Regions from separate parts of the Rattus norvegicus genome. Here region 1 is linked to region 2. Evidence: chromatin contacts called from public Hi-C data. All regions are on one chromosome and are shown on one strand. The core of a region is the stretch at or near the end of the contact, and the rest is flanking DNA. Distances in the headings are between cores, read along the strand shown. Region 1 holds the start of Nr3c1 (nuclear receptor subfamily 3, group C, member 1). Region 2 overlaps Nr3c1 (nuclear receptor subfamily 3, group C, member 1).

Region 1 (2,700 bases), core at 33-2,532, 33 kb before region 2:
AAAGCTGACGTTTTAAAGATGCATGTTTTTGTTTTATTTGGAGGGACAGAGGGGTCCCTGGAACCCAGAAAGCTGAGCAAGGCACCGAGCCTGGAGCAGCAAATGTCAAGATTCGGGGGAGGGGCCTCCGCGGGGAGCTTGGATGCTGGCCCCGAAGGGGGTGGAAGGAGAGGTCAGGAGTTTGGGTAAGAGGAGGGCGGACTTCAGCAGCAACTTACTATTCGGTCTGCAACTTGCTTCTAGGCCTGCACACACCCCCTCCCGCCCCGCAAGGCTTCCTTAATCACAATTTTTTTTTTAAGTGCAAAGAAACCCAGCTCTCTGAGAGGGTTTTGCATTCGGCATGCAACTTCCTCCGAGTGTGAGCGCGCTGGCAGGCGGGGAGGGAGCGGTGGGGGTTGAACTTGGCAGGCGGCGCCTCCTGCTGCCGCCGCCGCCGCCGCCTCTCAGACTCGGGGAAGAGGGTGGGGGACGATCGGGGCGCGGGGGAGGGTGGGTTCTGCTTTGCAACTTCTCCCGGTTGCGAGCGAGCGCGCGCGCGGCGGCGGCGGCGGCGGCTGCAGACGGGGCCGCCCAGACGCTGCGGGGGTGGGGGACCTGGCGGCACGCGAGTCCCCCCCCGGGCTCACAGTATGTATGCGCTGACCCTCTCCTCTGCGCTCCCCTCCCCAGGCCTCCCCAGAGGGCGTGTCTGCAGTCCTGCCCCGAGAGCAAGCGGCCAGGGCTCTGCGGCACCGTTTCCGTGCCATCCTGTAGCCCCTCTGCTAGTGTGACACACTTCGCGCAACTCCGCAGTTGGCGGGCGCGGACCACCCCTGCGGCTCTGCCGGCTGGCTGTCACCCTCGGGGGCTCTGGCTGCCGACCCACGGGGCGGGCTCCCGAGCGGTTCCAAGCCTCGGAGCTGGGCGGGGGCGGGAGGGAGCCTGGGAGAAGAGAAACTAAAGAAACTCGGTTTCCCTCCCAGGCCAGGTCGGCACCCGCTGCCGCACTTTTTCTCGTTCCTTGGGTGGGGAAAGGCGAAGCCGCGCGCGCCCCAGCGAGGCGATGCCCTGAGCCGCGGGCTTGCAGGCGCCGTCGGGGCCGGGCTGGCGGGTACCGCGCGCTGGGAGAAAAGAGGGCGAGGGCCACGGGCGCCCTTGCAGTTGCCGACAGTCGCCAACAGGTTGCACCGTTCCCCGCGGCCGCCGCGCGGCCCCTCGGGCGGGGAGCGGCCGGGGGTGGAGTGGGAGCGCGTGTGTGCGAGTGTGTGCGCGCCGTGGCGCCGCCTCCGCCCGCCCCTCGCTCGGTCCCGCTCGCCTGCCGCGGCCGGGCGGCCCTTTCGCGTGTCCGCGCTCCCCCCCCTCCCCTCCGCCTCCTCCATTTTGCGAGCTCGAGTCAGTGCCTGGAGCCCGAGTCGCCGCCCGCCCGTCGGGGACGGATTCTAAGTGGGTGGAACAAGACGCCGCAGCCGGGCGGCGCGGCGCCGGGACGGGGGACGCGCGCGGGAGACGGGAGCGGCGCGGGGGCCCGGCTTGTCAGCCGGGAACGGGTGACTTTCAGCGCTAGGGGCTCTCCCCTCCCCCATGGAGAAGAGGGGGCGACTGTTGACTTCCTTCTCCGTGACACGCGCGCCTCCCGCGTCCGCACGCCGACTTGTTTATCTGGCTGCGGTGGGAGCCGCGAGCGGGCGAGCGCGCGGGTGCTGAGGTGAGCGGGGGCTGGGCGAGCGGGCGAGCGGGCGCCCGCGCTGAGGTGAGCCGGACTGGGCGCGCTCCCCTAGGGGCTCGGCAGCCGGGGCGGCCGGACTTGGCAAACTTTTGCCAGCCCGGGGTTGGGGGTGGAGGCTGGCGAGGGCAGGGTGACGGTGACGAAAGGGCCTTGGCGGTGACAGCGCTGGCGCTTCCTCTCCCCGCACCGCCATCCCTGGCCCAGCGCGCTGCCCCGCCGTGGAGCCTCGGGCGCCCGGGCGGGAGTCTGGCGTCCTTTTTGGTTTTGCTTTTGCCGCAAGCCCTCGGGTCTTCGCTGTCCTCGGAGCCGCCGAGACACCCGCTTTTCCCGGGGGGCAAGGTAGAGCGCCGTCTGGGACCGGCGGGCTCAGGGCGCGCGGCTCCGGGCTGCGGGCTTGTAGGGTGGATTGGGGCTCACAGCCTGCAGCCCAGACTTCGCCCGCCCGGCCTTATCTGCTAGAAGTGGGCGTGCCGCAGAGAACTCAACAGGTCTGGACACATTTCTCCCTTCACCTCCCACCTTTCTCCCTCCTTCTCCCCCAACCCCACCCCCGACAACTTGGGCGCTAGCTTTGGGGCATGATTTCGCGCCTGACTTTTCTGAGTGGTCCCCTTTTAGAAAGAGACCCTCCCTAGCCGCAGTTTTTGATGCAGCGATTTTTTTTTTTTTTTTTTGACAAGTGCTACTTTGACATTTGAGGTTGCAGCCTCGGTAATTGCAGCCTTACCACTTAAGACCCTGGGCAAGGTTCGTGTGACTAATGTCACAGGGTTATTTACAGTTTTAACTGGGGGATAAATGTCGCTTAAGGGAGCATCTTGTTTTATGAAGTGTTACGGTTTCGGGCTGGAAGGGGCAGTTGTCAAAAAAGCAGGTCTGAAAATTCTTTAAGGTCTATTAGATATCTTACATTTAGAGATCCTTATCAAAGGCATAGGACCGACCGGGGTTCTGAGAGAGAAGCCCTTTACAGGGAAGAATCCTAGGGTAGG
Region 2 (2,700 bases), core at 21-2,520:
TGCTGTTGTCAAAAGTTCATTCCCTCTAGGCTGGCCATTCTGTTTTGTCAGTGTGCTTCTGTTTTTCTCTCAGTGCTGAGTTGTTTTAACTGTGTCTGTGCAATGCAGTATTCAGCCAGAGAGCTTCTGACTTCATTTCTTTGTATTGATTTCTCTGTATGAAATTTGGGGTTATTGTCTTCTTCTATGGCTACCACAATTGGAATTTTGATCAACTGCCCTAGATCTGTATTGATTACACCCATCCATGAGCATACTCAGCCTTTGTATTCTCTCTTCCATTTCTGTCCTCAATGCTTGAGAGTTTCCAGTGTATACATTTTAACTTCGTTGGTTAAATTTATTCCTGTAAATATCATTTTGCTTTGTTTTTTATCAGGCTGTTGCTGTAGTTTAAAAGGTGGTGTAGATTTTTGTTTGCTTAAAAAAAAAAGCAAGTTTCAGCACTTACTTTATATAGTGTTATAGCACTCACCTGTAAGGTAGACGGTACTATCCTCTTCTGACCCGTCTACTGATGGAACTATCAGGAGTCTCACTAGATAGGATTAGGGGCATGGGGGCAGGAATCTCTGATAAAGAAAATTTGTATAGTGCAAGTTTTTTTTTTTTAATGTCTATTAAAAGAGTCAGCAAGGGATGGAGAGGTGGTTCTGTGGTTAAGAGCACTGGATGCTCTTCAAGAAGGTTCAATTTCCAGCACTCACATGGCAGCTCACAACCATCTAATTCTAGTTCCATTGGTTCTGACATACTCTTCTGGCCTTTGTGGGTACCAGGCACACACACAAACATACAAGCAAGACATCCATATACATAAAATAAATTTTTAAAAAAGGTTTTAAATGTCAGCAAAAATGTTTGAGAGGATTAATGAAAAGACAGGACAAAATGTAAATGTGTAAACATTTCTTCCCCTGAGGTGATAAATGGGACACTAGTGCTGCTAACAAGAGATACAGACCCACCTCTCAGTATGGCACACAAACACAAGCACCCTAAATGGAGACAGCTCAGCTGTTTGCAGAGGACAGCACTGTTCATTTTGCTTGGTCAGATGTTTGGTCAACACAGCATCTGCTGGTTTCTGTTACAGTCTTGAGGTTTTTAGTCAGCCATTAACCAAGGTTTCAGAGCCAGTTTTGATTCTGGAGCCTTAACTGTCAACAGAAGCTGGGGACCCAGAGAAGATGGGAGGGCCTGAGAATGCCTTAGAGACTAATGGCTGCTCCACTACTTAAGAGAGGGTTACAGTATAACAGGATTGTGAAATGATGCGTTTTTCCAGTGAAGATAACTAAGATATCAGCAGAGCATTTTCTGCTCTGTTGAGTGTTAGGAATGCTATTTTCGAGGTGGTATTCTGCAGAACTATAAAAGGAAAAGTGTGGGTGGTGAGAGGAGAATGGGGGCACGGCATCCCCGTTTGTAGTTTAGGAGATGGGGTTAAGTTGCCTTTAGATAATTCAGTTAAATTTGAGGATTATAGAACTCTTGTCATATTGTTTAGAAATTTGTACTTATTGAATAAAATACGTATCTTTCTAATATATCCAATTTTAGCTTTTCATGCTGTGATTCTCAATTTTATAGAAAGTATAGTCTTTCATTCAGCTACCAAAGTGATTTTTTTTATTGTGTAAAATTGAAAAGTAGAAGCTAAAAGTGTATGTAAAGAAGTGGAATTACTGCTATAATTATTATATTTACTGAGTCAAATTTCAATTTCCTTTGTGCAAATTCAAGTATGTAACGTTTGTGTCAACAAACCTCTTCTCTTTCCTGTAGCAAATACACTAATAATATCTTATAGATAGAAAGCATTCAGCTCATTTAATGAATAATAGATGTGTCTGTAGTCCTTTGGATCTGAGTAAGCACCTCTGCTGTTGGAGTAGTATTTTTAATTTAATTGTTTAATGTGTCTGGATATTTTGCTTGCATTTGTGCCTGTGCACCACTTACATGCTTGGGACCCGAGGAGGCCAGAAGAGAGCCTGCATCCTCTAGAACTAGAGTCCTAGACAGTTGAGAGCTGTTACATGGGTGCTAGGAATCAACCCAAATCCTCTGGAAGAGAACCCAGTGCTCCTCACCACTGAGCTACCCCTCCAGTCCTGCCATGGAAGTCTTTTTTCCATCTTGTTTATAAATTATAGCACTTTTAGGGTCATAAATGTTATACCTACTCAATTACTGTTAGAAACTGATCAAATTTAAATTTTACACAACGGTGACAATTTAGAAATAACCCATGAGTTGTGGGTTACAGTTGATCCCAGCACTTTAGGTGTGTATTTATTTTTAAGCTTTTGAAATGGGTCAGGGATCTATTTCAGTGGTAGAGTTCAGACTTGCCTAGCATGTACAGCTTTGGAGTCCATCCTGGGGTCAGGAGTGGCAAGGGAAACAGAAAATGAAGGAGAGAGCAAAGGGGTGGGGGGGCAAGGGAGGATGAAAATTTAGCCTAAATGTGATAATTAGCTATAAGCTTTTTCAGAAAACAACTATTTGGAAAATAGTTTACTATAGTTTAGTAAGAAGCAATCTACATTCGCATGTGATCTCTATTTGAAAGAAACAAATGAGTAAAAAGAACACAAAAGTAAAAGCAGAAAAAGCAACACCAATCCAAGTACTGCAGAGCCTGAACCACTGAAGAGAATCAGGGCAGGCCGGGCAGGCAGGGCAGCCTAGACA

The links. Hi-C and Micro-C count contacts between places; a contact is called where the count stands out from the background.
Region 1: a contact with region 2 is called in a Hi-C map of kidney, with 2.3 times the contacts expected there. The contact joins the promoter of Nr3c1 here to the enhancer-like site in region 2. A contact is called at or near these places in 2 of 12 Hi-C or Micro-C datasets (kidney and mammary epithelial cells).

Annotation. Positions count from the first base shown.
Region 1 is chr18:31,612,021-31,614,720 of GRCr8, reverse strand. It overlaps Nr3c1 (nuclear receptor subfamily 3, group C, member 1), which reads left to right and starts at 1,282. Exons shown (of 9, transcript NM_012576.3): 1 at 1,282-1,687.
Region 2 is chr18:31,578,916-31,581,615 of GRCr8, reverse strand. All of the region lies in intron 2 of Nr3c1 (nuclear receptor subfamily 3, group C, member 1), which reads left to right. Among named protein-coding and RNA genes, the nearest start is that of Nr3c1, 33 kb to the left of the region's middle. Within about 2 kb of position 1,270, at least 8 of the 93 cell types and tissues checked have an H3K27ac peak or open chromatin away from gene starts, as enhancers often do. A contact at or near this core is called in kidney, where this site is marked.